Linked DNA regions of Oryza sativa: region 2 is linked to region 1. A link is a contact called in public HiCAR-type data. All regions are on one chromosome and are shown on one strand. Each heading gives the region's core, a stretch centred on a gene start, on an enhancer-like site or on the middle of the called end of the contact. The rest is flanking DNA. Distances are from core to core; before and after follow the strand shown. Region 1 holds the start of LOC4325555 (large ribosomal subunit protein uL13c). Region 2 holds the start of LOC4327006 (pathogenesis-related genes transcriptional activator PTI5).

The links. HiCAR-type assays count read pairs that join an accessible place to other places.
Region 2: a HiCAR-type map of leaf shows a contact between it and region 1, with 2.2 times the contacts expected there. The contact joins the promoter of LOC4327006 here to the promoter of LOC4325555 in region 1. A contact is called at or near these places in 1 of 15 Hi-C or Micro-C datasets (panicle) and 1 of 4 datasets of contacts at active chromatin or transcription factors (leaf).

What each region holds. Positions count from the first base shown.
Region 1 is chr1:31,965,472-31,968,565 of ASM3414082v1, forward strand. It overlaps LOC4325555 (large ribosomal subunit protein uL13c), which reads left to right and starts at 1,674. Exons shown (of 4, transcript XM_015767553.3): 1 at 1,674-1,993; 2 at 2,555-2,740; 3 at 3,022-3,094. The coding sequence starts at 1,769. It overlaps LOC4325554 (probable hexosyltransferase MUCI70), which reads left to right. Exons shown (of 6, transcript XM_015769035.3): 6 at 1-149.
Region 2 is chr1:32,166,375-32,169,468 of ASM3414082v1, forward strand. It overlaps LOC4327006 (pathogenesis-related genes transcriptional activator PTI5), which reads left to right and starts at 1,546. Exons shown (of 1, transcript XM_015760037.3): 1 at 1,546-2,607. The coding sequence starts at 1,646. The coding sequence ends at 2,284. LOC4327007 (probable lipid-A-disaccharide synthase, mitochondrial) reads right to left here. Exons shown (of 9, transcript XR_010734898.1): 9 at 2,736-3,094.

The DNA of each region.
Region 1 (3,094 bases), core at 424-2,923:
CTTGATGGTACCTGTAAAGTTCTCTTTCATTTGGTGCAAAGGAACAATATTGACCCTTTATATTTGCTATATACGAATGTGTAACATATGAATTTGTGATGCACCCGGTGCTGCAATCTTATCAATGAAAATGATATCATCTTCTGTCCTTTGCACCGTAGGAAAACATGGACACCAATTCTCCAATGATCTTACCTTTTCAGTTATCTTTATTTGTCGCCAGAAACATAGCCTAATTTTGGGTATATGATCCTATATCACCTGTAGTGCTGACTTGCTTGTGTGTGTGGACAATTTAACATGGGGCAATTACTCATTTGACCCTATTTTGATGTCTAACTATCAATTTGACCTTACTTTTCTAGGTTTGCTCATTTGACCATGCTTTTTAAAATTGAAGATCAGAGATGACCCTATTTTGTGAAGGGTAGATAACGGTGTTAACTAAGAGGGAAATTGTCCGTTTTGCCCCTGCTCATTTACCATATTATATCAAAGTTTTTTCTTCATCGGGACTTTTTAAATATTTGCAATGATTTTCATGGCTTTTACAGATCTGAGACAGATTTGTCTTCAATTTAACAGAATTTTACACAAATTTGACAGCATATTGTCCAACAGCAAAGCATATTGTCCAACAGCAAATCAGATCCAAATCCAACAATAAATTCGTATCCAAATCCATCAACAAATCCAACCACAAGTTATCCTCCGTCTCTCGTTCCACACGACGCACGACGGCAGCCGGCGGCGCCGCCCCTCCGCGCGGCAACAGCCGGCGCTGCTGCCCCTCCTCCACCCTCCGTGCGGCAGCAGCCCCGCCGCCGCTCAATCTCTCCGCTTCGAGCACGGCAGCCGCCGCCGCCGCCGCTCCCTCCTCCTGCGCGCCGACGCCGCTACTCCTTCCCTCCTCGCGCGGCCGCCGCCGCCGCTCGCCGCTCCCTCTCCTTCCTCGCGCGGCCGCCACTCCCTCTCCCTCCTCGCGCGGCCAACGCCGCCGCCGCTCCCTCTCCTTCCTCGCGCGGCCGCCACTCCCTCTCCCTCTACGCGCGGCCAACGCCGCCACCGCCGCCGCTCCCTCTCCCTCCTCGCGCGGCCGCCGCTACCGCTCCCTCTACGCGCGGCCAACGCCGCCGCCGCCGCCGCCGCTCCCTCTCCCTCCTCGCGCGGCCGCCGCCACCGCTCCCTCGATGCGCCGCCAACGCCGCCGCCGCCTCTCCCTCCAGCCCGGTCGGCGGCAGCTCTCCCCGTCACCGGCGAGGTGGGGATTGGGACGAAGAGCTGGGGAATGGAATGGGAATCCTAGGGTTAATTTGTAACACGGGGGTATTTTGGTCACTTTAGGGTAGTATTTTTTTTTTCTTTTTTCTAAGTGATGTTCTACCGGTGAAAGCAAAACAGGTCAAATGGAAACTTCAATTTCAAATAACAGGGTCAAATAAACAAACCTAAAAAAATAAGATCAATTTAGTAGTTGGCCTTTAAAATAGGGTTAAATAAGCAATTATCCCATTTAACATATCGGAATTTCTACGCGTTTCTCTAGCTTTGATGCATCTGTGGGCTGCAAAGCCCAGCTAAGCAAAAGGCCCATCTCTTCCTCTTCCCCTTCTGGCTCCCTCTCCCCCCCTATCCCCTTCTTATCCGCTCTGCTCTCTCCACCTCGCCTCCCCGAAACGAAATGGCAGTGGCGTTCCACTGAACCAGGCCAAGCCAGACGGACAAGACTTCGCCGCAGCCGCGTCCTCCTCACCGCGCCGCCGTCGCAATGGCTACGGCCATCGCAGCCTCCGCGTTCCTCTCCTCCGCCTTCGCCAGGGACAGGCCGCTCCCCCGCCAGCGGCGCGCGGCGAGGCCCGCGACCCGCCGCGCCGCCGCGGGGGGCCTGTCGGTGCGGTGCGAGCAGAGCGAGAAGCAGAAGAGGCAGCCGCTCTCCGCGCTCGTCCCCCGCGAGCAGCGATTCATGTTCGAAGGCGACGAGCTCTGCGGCCCCGTACTAACCCTCACCTCTCTTTCTCTCTCCCGTATACATTCTTCTCTTTCTCAGTTCAGAAAATGAATAGTAATGCTACATTCCTTGGATAAAGGGAAATTTTACCGTGATTTAGGATTGCCGCTTATTTAGGAAAGCTCAAGATTAGTCCCATTCATTTCTAAATCCGTAAGTCACTTCATCTTGCTCTATTGGGTCAAATCCTTTCTTTACATGAATAATGTTAGGGAAAATACACAATGTTTTTACATGTTACTATACCGTATAGACCACCATCTTATTTTATTTAAAGTTATCTAGTTGTAATTTATTACGAAAGAGGATTCCATAAAATGAACTGAAAATAACATGGAGGGAACGTTGGTCTTTCTGAATTGGTCGCTAACATTGTGTTGTATTACTCAACAGTGTTCGCACCTACATGACTACCATATCTTTTTATCTGTGGATGTTTAGGTTTGTGAAGTTAGAATTCAGTACGGATACCATTCTTGTGTTCTTTCTCTCTTTTCTGTGCAACCTGTTCTGTGTAGTGATCGGACCAAGGAATTTAATTTGCAGGACATATGGAACACAACATGGTACCCTAAGGCTGCAGATCATGTAACTACTGAGAAGACATGGTATGTTGTTGATGCAACAGACAAGATTCTAGGTAGGCTTGCATCCACCATTGCAGTACACATCAGAGGAAAGAATGAGGCCACATACACTCCAAGTGTGGACATGGGGGCTTTTGTTGTTGTGGTATGTATGTTTCTTGAAATTAATTTATAAAGTTAAATAGTGCACACAATAAGATCCTCTGTAGTCCCACAAAAGGAAAAGAGGTTTAGCAGCACATACAAATAAGCACCAAAAGGTATCTGGAAGCTGAGGTCCACCTGAAGGCATTTTGAAGCTGATTTCATGTATATATATTTATGTTACTGTGTGCTTTTAATACTAATGCATCTCTGAAGAGTAATTGCTACGCATATACTATTGTAAGTTCCTGAACTACCATGCTGAACTCTATGTTCACATAGGTTAATGCAGAGAAGGTTGCTGTTTCTGGCAAAAAGCGGTCACAGAAGCTCTACAGGAGGCACTCTGGACGGC
Region 2 (3,094 bases), core at 296-2,795, 200 kb after region 1:
TCGTCGTCGCTTCGGCCACTCTCACTCTCGTTTACGTTTGCGCGCGTACGTAATGCCGCACCGGCACGACGTCGATGGCCTCGATCGGTCACAGAAGATCCAGAATAATTAGCCGATCTGAAAAGGAAGACGTGCCAAATCACGCCACGGCTCTGCAGTGAATTTTCCCAAGTTCTTTCTCTGGTCTTCTCTTTTGGAGTATATGGCCAAGAATTAGTTGTATTGCTTTTCTGCCCAAGAATTCAGACGTGTGTGTACCATATGGCGCTAAAAAGCGTCCACGCAGTCTCCACATCCTGTCAATGCCCCCACGAGAAAGCTATTAAGCGCTACTGAAAAAATAAAGAATGAATCAATGAAATGAAAGAAAAAATAATGGAGGAAAAGAAAGTTAAAAGCTGGAGTAGTAGCGAGACAGCATGAGCCGACTCGAAATCAACTGCTATTAACCCCTCCCATCCCTTGGACCCTTATAAAGGGATCCTCTAACTTAAGAACACCCATAATGGTTATTTATAGTCTCTCTACAAAATATTCATATCAGCATATTTTCTTACTTGAAAGAAATTAAATGAATAGAGAGAGCAAAGCTATATACTAACCTGGAGATAGTCTATATAGAAAAACGAGGCAATAGATTAGAGAGCTATAGATACCCATGTAGACATACTATTGAGATGGTTTACTATTAATCTAGTTTATTGTTGAGATGTACATGTTTTATAGAGAGCACCTTAATTTACCATTGCAGGTGCTCTAACTACTATGTAATTGAACCACTGACATGTGGAACATAACAAAGTGGGACTTATATATCAGTGACTCAATTGCATGCGAAGTTAAGTTAGGCTGTGTTCGATACCCTTGAGTTCCTCGTGTACGCTTTTCAAATTGCTAAACGTTTTTTCAAAAAGTTTTTATACGAAAGTTGCTTAAAAAATCATATTGATCTTTTTTTTAAAAAAAAATACATAATACTTAATTAATCACGCGCTAATGCACCGTTCCATTTTCGTGTGCAGTATATGTGTTCCCAACCCTGAGAGCCAAACACAGCCTTAGAGGAGGATCTTCTTCTATTGGTCACTAGAGTAGGTAACCATACATGCATATCCGTGCATTAATAAACAGAGCGCTATATTACATCTTTGCCTACGTGAGATGCAAGGAATCCAACTGGGATATTACAATTTAGCTACACATGAAAAGCCTAGCTTTGCTCGCCGTGTGCCTCTCCGTACAGAATATCTGCTACTGCTCGCTAGCTGGCTGCTCCAACGGTGGATGGATGGGCCTACCCCGATTGGCCGATTTCATCAGCAAAACTACGTAGAAAAATGGGAGTAATTGGCCAAAGGCCAAAGCATGCATGAACCGAACCACATGATTTGCACCCGAGGAGGTTGCGAAATCACATTTTGCATGACACATGATGGCCCCACTTTAGTTAAAAATAATTAATCCTTCCATTTCCAGAGTTCCAGACTTCCAGTGCTAGCTCTTCCTCGGGTTCAAATAGCGCGACAACATCACGCATCGCCTCCTACCTGACACACCACACTGCAAACCACTCTCTCGGTCTCTCCATCCATCCACCTCTCTCGATCGTCTCATGAGCTAGCGCGCCCCGCGCGTACAGCCCCGCATGTCTCTCTCCTTGGGGTTTAGCGCCGGCGCCGGCGTCGGTGCCGATCGCCTCGCCGCCGCGCCCGCGCTCCAGGCCGCCGGTGCTCTGCCGCCACGCGTGGACGTGTCTCTGTCGCTGGCGCGCGCGGCCAACGGGCAGCCGTCGTCGTACCTCCCGCTCAACGAGAACGACTCGCTGGACATGGTCCTCTTCGACGTCCTCCGCGAGGCCTCCGCGGTGGCGGCGCTGTCGTCGTCGTCGTCGTCGTCGCCGGAGCTGGGCGCGCGGACGACGGCGCCGGTGGTCGCCGGCCACCCCGCCGGGCGCAAGGGTGGCGGCGGCGGAGGCGGAGGCAGGGGAGCGGCGGCGAGGGGCGGCGCCGCTGGCGGGCGGCACTACCGCGGTGTGAGGCGGCGGCCGTGGGGGAAGTACGCCGCGGAGATCCGTGACCCGACGCGGCACGGCGCGCGGCTGTGGCTCGGCACCTTCGGCACGGCCGAGGAGGCCGCCGCGGCGTACGACCGCGCCGCGTTCCGCATGCGGGGCGCCAAGGCGCTGCTCAACTTCCCGCCGGCTGTCGCCGGTGACGGCGCCCGTCGCGGCGCCGCCGCGGCCGCGAAGCAGGTCGGCATGAGCGACGGTGAGTGCGTGATATGAAATGAAGATCAGTTTGACATGTACAGCGCGTAGGATGAGGATCAAAACCCAGGGTTAATTTGCAGTAGGCACTTGGCCTGAGTGTTAGTGTGGTAATGTTCTGCCTTATTGATGGTACAGTGGTACCAAGAGCATGTCATGTAGTTTGTTACTCTGTGCTTAGTGCTCACATTTTTTATGATATCTTTCGTGGTGTGATACCAATTCCGTGAGCAAAGTTTCACTTGAAGGCATCAATCGTGCTTTCCAAGCACGAAGAAAATATTGTAACATGGCGATATGTCCAAGATATCATCAAAGTGCAGCGTTCTAGATTGATGACAGTTTAGCCTGTGTAAAGCCAAGTTCATAAAAAAGGAATACTTTTAAGACCATTTTCATAAACAACCTTTAAAAACCTACATTAAAAAAATGACCTATGTATGAACTCTTGAAAAGAACAGAATCCGAGTGACCGGGTCCAATGCTAATAATCACTTATCACTGTGAAATACTGAAATATTACTGTTTCTTACCGAGATGCCAGGGAAACGAATCCATGCACCGCGACCACACTGGCAATGCCTTGAGATGTTACATCATTAGATTGTTTTACAAATTACAATTACAAGGCCTCCATTGACCAGTCACCATTCTAGATCAACTTACTCCTGAAGTTCACGGATAGCTAGTGGCACCAGATGATTACACAATTTAAGTACACGATGGCTCAAGACTTTTCCCCATGCCATGCTGCAGTTGGCAGGTAAAATCGTTATAAGAAAAGCGTTAGATATTCCCAAGTGGAACACTGGCAATGCCGGCAACTTG